2 separate regions of the Anas platyrhynchos genome follow, and region 1 is linked to region 2. The links are chromatin contacts, called in public Hi-C maps. All regions are on one chromosome and are shown on one strand. Each heading gives the region's core, a stretch centred on a gene start, on an enhancer-like site or on the middle of the called end of the contact. The rest is flanking DNA. Distances are from core to core; before and after follow the strand shown. Region 1 overlaps SHROOM3 (shroom family member 3). Region 2 overlaps SHROOM3 (shroom family member 3).

Region 1 (3,565 bases), core at 1,007-3,506, 90 kb after region 2:
CCCAGACTGCATCAAGCCTCTGCCAGACTGTGTTCGAGGAGACTGCTAATGTGCCGGTCACATTTCTGTCTGAAACTGCCGTGACAAGGATAGGAAGAAGGAGCACACAGATAACACCAGCTGGACAAGATTAAAGGCTTTCTTTTTCTCTTCATTTTCCCAGTTTACGGTGTGAATTTGGCAGTATCTGCTATGTCATCAGTGTTAAAGTTGCCGCAGGACCTGTTAGCTGCCAGCATTGCATCAGCTCCGTTGCCTGCCCCGAGTATCTTTGCTCCGAGGCATCTGTTGGGGTGCCAGCCTGACCTGGATGCCCAAGTTACCTCATCACTGGAGGTGTCCATGAGGAACCAGGGGTCTCTTTTCCAGCCTGGGTGTTTACAACTGAGGGATCACTTTCCGCATTTTTTGAAGTGAATTTTTTACTAATATGTTTGTCCAAACTCTTTTGCAAGTATAGTGCAGGTGTAGCCCTTGAGGAACAGGTATAAAGGATAAGGGATGGGGTGGTTTATTATTATTAATAAAGTTCCGCATTTTGAAATCTTACAGATCTTAGAACAGTGTCAGCTCTTGCTCCTGGTTTTGTTGAAGGCAACTGAGCTATACCAAATTTGTACCAATTAAAGGTCTAATTATTTATGTCTTCACTCAAGTCAGGAATTAGCTGCTGCATTTGCAAGTTTTATCACTCAGCCAGTTTGTCTGGGATGAATCAGGATCTGACACTGTGGGTTTTACAAGAGCAGTTCTGCCCCACTTGCCAAGAGGAGTTTAATCGTGCGCTGCTTTTAATTGCTTCCTGACAGTTGTGCTCTGCAGTAGCACCAGCGTAACCAGAAGCTGTTGCAAGCTTGGCAGATGAACCACGTTCAGCTCCCCCCAGATCCCTAATGGAAGATAGCTGTTCTGGAGACACTGCGTTGCTCACTGCTGTGTTACGCTCCAGTTCTAGCCCTTTTCCCTTATTGGGCAATAATAACACTAATTATAAACTAAGCTTAAGGAAGCAGAGTGAAGCAAGGTGCTATTTTCAGGTGTCACAGGAGGCTGAAGGTAGGAATTTCTGGCATTCACCAGACACCCACACGCAGACAAGGCTGTGCCATTCTCCAGCCCTCAGCTCCGTGTCAGGGACAGTCTCCTGACTGATTCAGGGGGGACTGGATCAAGCCCTCGGTCTCTGCCATTCGGTGCACGCGTACCTCCATCCTGCCTCCTCCTCAGAGATCACCTGCATGAGTCTGCAACATGAGCCGGAGATCATGTGTACTGCGGCGCTTCCTCTCTTGGCTTAAGCTCGGCTAAGATTCGGTTACCCTTAATCCACGTTTCCAGGATCAGGTAGGTGTGGAAACAATGCAAGGTTATCCTGCGCTGAGCTGGTACGGCATGTCTTCTGACTTCAGTTCACAGCTTCGCCCTCCGTGTGTTGTATTGTTACAAGGATACTGGCCAAAAGGGTTTAAAATATCTGTGGCTCAGAGGATTGGCTCTGCTACTCCTTGAAGCTTTTTACCGATCAAATCAAGGGCTAATGTGCTTTGCTTGTGATCATCCCTTGTGCTTTCACAAGTAAAAGATTAATGCTGGGGGCTCATACTCCTTCCAAGTACAAAGAGAGTCTTTAAATCTCTGCAACGGAGAAGGCAAAAGCATGGGGTTTTTGTAATAAACAGTTTTGCCAGCTTTCCATCCTGCCAGCAAGTTTCCTTGTTTCTTGGGGCAAGGAGCGTAACGAGAGAGCTCTGTTTTAAACACACCTACACATGAAATGGTAAAAGGGTGCTTGGTTCAGCTCACCCCCTATAAACCTCCACTTCAGCTCTCCTTAACACAATCTGTCACAACAAATGGTGAAAGGAAAAAGGTGTCCCTCTTTTGTTCTTCTATCTGATGATGAGGGAGTGCTTTGTCCTTCTGAAATCTGCATGGAAAACCTCCTGGTGAAGTGGTTCTGCTTCTCAGTGTCTGCCAACGCAATTCTGTGGAGCAGAACATCAGTCAGTGCAAATGTCAGTTTGTGCCGCTACGCAGTCTGACCCTAACAAGCAGTTTTTGCCTTGGACATTTTCCCGTACCCTTTCTTTTCCCAGTCTCAGGCAGTGCTAGGAGAGTCCTCTCTTGGCCTGTGTTTTATATCTGCAGAGGGCATTTTAGTCTGTTTACATTATTCAGGACATGCTGCACCATGAAAATTTCGGTGAGACAAGGACTTGGAAGATGTGTCAGCGCCTCTTGGCTTCATGCATTATAGGAGTAGGCGAGGTTGACCTTCAGGCTGTCACATTTGGGATTTTGGTGTTACACAGGTCCAGTACTGCTCCTCGTTCTTGCAGGAAGAGTTGGAAACTGCAGGGATGCGTGCTAGAGCAGGGGAGCGATCCCCATGGAAAACAGGGAGGATTAAAGCCGAGCACAAAGGCTGGGGCAGAGGAGAGTCTGCGCGGCACATTCAGGGTACTTGATTGTTAAACCCCTGCTTCGACTTTCCACTGCACCATTATGTACTTGAAATGAGGTTGTTGGTTGTGTTTTTTTTTTTTCTCCTGAGAGCTGCTGGAAGCCTTCTTAGTGTCGGTGACTGGAAGAGCCCCCGGCTGGCTGTGCTGTGCAGGACGCAGCAGCAGGACAGCTGCCTGGCTGCACGGCACCTGGCTGTCACATCTCATCCTGCATTTCTATAAGCACCCACGAGAGATCAAAACAGCATTGTCTGGGCTTCCACCCCCTGGTGGCATGTGATCCTTTCAATGACTGCACCAGCAGTCACTTTAAAATGAAGGGAACCTTTTGAGAAAAGCTCTCCTTCTGCATCTGTAGGAATCCCATGCTGCCAGCCTGCTCGGTGCATGGTGTGGGAGTCCCACAGGCAGCCCAGCCTGAACTGCTCCGTGGGGATGCTCGTCTGCCCGTGCTCTTTGGTTTGCAAACACGAGGGGGGACGTGTGGTGTGAGTGCTGGGAATGGCTCATGATTCGCTCGGGAAAGACAAAAATGTAGCAGTGAACAGAAGTGAGCATTAGTAATTTTAAATGCCTCTCGGTGTTTCTTCACATTCCTCTTCCTTGAAGGAGCTGGCCTGCTGTTTACATGCGAAATCCTTCTGCTTTTACCTAGGCGGAGTGAAACTCCAGGCCGACCTCACTCCTGGCATTCAACCAAACTTGCGGAGAACCAACCCGATCCCAGCATGATGCAAATATCTCAGGGCACGCTTGGCATCCCCTGGCCTCAGTCCTACCACTCCAGGTAAGCACTACACAGCTGCGGTCCTGTGCTGCACGTAGCCAGAGGCGTAGAGCCACCAGCTTTTTTTTATTTCTTATTTTTCCTCTTTTTACATACCTTATGTGGGTGTAGAATCAGGCTCCCAAGCTAGCGTGCTTCTAAGCCATCCCACAAATCCTATGTCTTTATTTCCAGTGTCACACTGCCTTCGGGGAGGCTCTGCCTCGTACCCAAGTATCCGTCTTGGTGTTGCTGACTGCAAGGTCACAGTCTACATCTCAGGCTCAGGAGTGAAGGAAGGGGACAAAAGATTTGATGGCAAAATGTTACCGTC
Region 2 (3,457 bases), core at 253-2,752:
ATTTTGGGGTCAGGTGCAAGCTGTTTTATGCAGTCAGCAAATCCCTCAGTCTGCCCATACTTTCACCTGCGAAATAGAAAGCACAGCACTTCGTCTTTTTGTGTGCCTTCTTTAGGGGAGGAAGGCACTTGAACACAAACACAGCATTGCAGCTGCGCCTTTGGGAGGGATCGCCAGAGTGCACTTCTGTGCCAACAAAACTGGTCGAGAGGCCACCACCACTGCGCTGTTTTCATACATTAGAAGGAAAATCCAGTGAGGGCAATAATGCAGGACAGAATCAAGCTGCTAAGCCGCTGTTCAGATCTGGAGGGCTGTCCAACCAGCAAAAGAGAGATTCAACAAAAAGAAGGTAATCTGCCTCCGGTGCTAATTCCGCTTGAGGAACAGATGCTGGGACTTCTGCTGCAACTGTTGCTCTGTGCAGCTCTTCAAAGGGCCAGCTTTGTATGTTTTTAATTACTGTGCTGGCAAGTGTGAAAGAAAACAGCAGCTCAATATGAGTGTTCACAAAAGTTTCTGCTGGGACAGCTGCAAAGTCAGACGTGCAGCTCTAAGATTTGTTGTCTCATTTCCCTCTGGTTTTACTCTTCTCCTGCCAGGCCCTTTGAATGTGATCTGAATTCTTTAAGCTCATCCAAGCTTTTCACATATTCAATACAGTCTAGACATGACCTGTTTTTAACTTATAGGTTAAGGACGCTCCTCTACAAGAAAGAATATCCTTAAAATGTCAGCCTGGTGGATGTGGGTCCAGAGCCACGTCGTGGGCCTTGCTGCTGTCATTCTGTGCAGTCCCTTTGCTGTCCACGTAGTGCTGGTGGAAGAACCGCTGAAGGGCTGTAGTGGTGCTTGGCGTGAAGAAAGCTGGGGAAAATCCTGCCCAAAATTTAGGCCACTGGTTAGATTCGAGAGGTCTGTAATGTTAGGGTCAGCGGCACAACTGACGACAGTGCAGTTTGTCTCATGAATCACCGCTCACTGCTTCTTGGATTAAGCCAGGTCTAGCACAGGCAGCGGATCAAGCTGCTACAGAGAGGGGCCTGCAAGCTTCAGGGCTCAAAACACGGGCTTGCATTGAATCTGGAAGCCTTGAGAAGGGGCTGGTACTGGCCTTCTTTAGTCATAGCACAGTGAAATACCTATTCCAAGGCCTTTCAGGGCAGTGCTGCATGGATATTGCTTTCTTACAACGGGAGGAGCTTTTCTCTGAAAAATACTTCAGTATAGGCTTCATCCAAAGACCGTTAAATGGAAAAGGCATATACTGAGTTCAGCAATGCTTGGGCGAGTCCCCATAAGGGTATTAGTTAACCTAATATCAAACAGCCCAAACAGTGCCTGCCACAGTGTTTCTGCCTTGAGGTTCCAAGTGTACTTTTTGTTTTGTCCTCTCAGAACTTTTACGCAATCTTAACATTTTCTGCAGCTCATTTGACTCAGCTGTTGTTGCAAGCTTGTTTCTCAGAAGGGACGTTTTCATCATTCACAGGATCTATTTTTAAGTCCCTCAAAGATTGCTTAAGCGAGAATGATATCCCTGCGAGCTGTACAGGATGCTGTGGGTATGGCAGCTGATCTTGGGGACGCTGCGGAGTGCCTTGGACCTGAAACAATTGACCACATTCATTGAAATGGCAGGGAGACCAGAGGGAAACAGAATGTAGTTACCTTCACTGGAATTTGGCCAGCATCCCGGCTACCACTAATGCCTCTGCTCTTGTAGGAATGTCCTGGGATTTTCATTAATGTATGATTCAGCTTATAAAAACATGTGCCTGCTGCCTTAGCCCCTGGAGCTATGGCAGTTAAAGAAAGGCGATTTAGCCAATGCGTAACGACTGGCTTTAGCAGGCACGTTCCCTTCCATTCTAGTTACTTCTGCTCCCCTCACCCTTTGTTCTCTTTCCCATCCCCAAAATGCAAGAGTAAAGTTTCCAGTGCATTGCATAAACTACACAGGCAGCAAGCCCCTGCTCTCCGTTCAGGTGGTGTTGGGGTGCTGTTCCCATTGCGCATGAAGCAGGAATACAGTTCTTCAGTGCTTAAGACTGAAATGGAAAAGGTTTTGCAATACTGAGATAAAGTGTTCCCTGTGCCCAGACCAACTAAGCTCGTCTGCATTTGGAGTCACCTCATGTTTTTAGTGCTGATACCTCCGGGACAGGACGTACGTGTGAGAAGAGTCCAGCAAGTCAAAGTGGCATTCTTGTGGCACAGGAGCTAAGTCACTTTTGTGTACTGTTCTAATTTAGGTGTAAAACTTGAGTAAGCCTGAAAGTACTCATGGAGGACATGCCTTCGTAATCCAATTCTTTCCTGGGATCAAACGTCTTCCACTGCTGATGTCTAAACAGGTCATTCCACATTGCCCTTGTTAATGGGAATCTTGTACTTGTTTGTCCAGTCAGTTTATTTTCAAGGACATTTTTGGAAACAGAAAAGAAGCAAAAAAAAATTGAGAGAACTGTGAGAAACCAGGAAATCATACCAAGCGGCAGAAAAGGCAGGAAGAGGATGCACATTTTCAGTTTGTGTTTCTGAATTAGTTGCAGTGGACTTTTCAGTGGCACACATGGCAGAACAAGGATTTGAAACCCTTACTCTGGAAAGGCATTTACGTGTCAAACTGCTGGGTCTAACCTTCGCATTTTCAGGTGCAGGGCAAAGTGTAAATACACGCTTCCACAAAGTTAGCAGCCATTTGGAGCATGTGTTGAGGTTTGTCTCACAGAAAAGTTTCAGAAGAGAAACATAAAAGTGAGAGCTCTCCAGCATGCAGGAAGAAGACAGTGGGCAATGTGCCTGGGGTTTATACAGGTATGTTTACCTTGTTACCTCGTGCCACCTGACAGCATCACTGGCACTGGAAACTTCAACCTGCCTCAACCTGAACTCCACCTAAATTCATTGATGTCTACTGCAACTAAAAATAGTTTTGCCAAAAAGTGTTTGGCTCGATAAATAGGTAAGCTCCAAAACTCAGCCAGAAATCACCTCTCCTAAAAGAAGGTATTCCTTGCATACCCCATCAGCTTTTGGATCATTAAGGTCCACTTCTGCAGTATAAAATCAGCAAGAAGGTTCCCAGATTGCTGTGTTTAAATGCAGCCTTGGTAATCACCAGCTAAGCCTGCTCTTATCTTGTTTTCAAAAGTTTTCTTTGCCATAAGCTGGCAAGAGACCCTACATGTGCAGGTTGAAGACATTTAGATTGACACATGGGCAGGGCATTTGGTGGTTCCTTTGGCCTCTTGGCCACGGGTTGAAGAATTGACATGGAGCCCAAGCAAAATGATTTCAGTGCTTACTAACCTGACTGTTACGCAGAATTGAGCAGCCTGAGGTGTCCTGAGGACAACATGACAAAGAACATGCTCTCAACCATTTCCTAACAGCAAAAATGGTAGAGAGCTGCAGAGAGGGTGCGGAGGTCATGGCTGAAGGAGTGGGTAGG

What was found. Hi-C and Micro-C count contacts between places; a contact is called where the count stands out from the background.
Region 1: a Hi-C map of skeletal muscle shows a contact between it and region 2, with 2.6 times the contacts expected there. The contact joins two enhancer-like sites. A contact is called at or near these places in 6 of 8 Hi-C or Micro-C datasets (F1 follicle, F5 follicle, liver and 2 more).

What each region holds. Positions count from the first base shown.
Region 1 is chr4:18,882,080-18,885,644 of IASCAAS_PekinDuck_T2T, forward strand. SHROOM3 (shroom family member 3) reads left to right here. Exons shown (of 13, transcript XM_038178963.2): 6 at 3,121-3,252. Among named protein-coding and RNA genes, the nearest start is that of SEPTIN11, 45 kb to the right of the region's middle. Within about 2 kb of position 2,257, at least 1 of the 8 cell types and tissues checked has an H3K27ac peak or open chromatin away from gene starts, as enhancers often do.
Region 2 is chr4:18,792,794-18,796,250 of IASCAAS_PekinDuck_T2T, forward strand. The region is part of intron 3 of SHROOM3 (shroom family member 3); the gene reads left to right. Among named protein-coding and RNA genes, the nearest start is that of SHROOM3, 31 kb to the left of the region's middle. Within about 2 kb of position 1,503, at least 3 of the 8 cell types and tissues checked have an H3K27ac peak or open chromatin away from gene starts, as enhancers often do.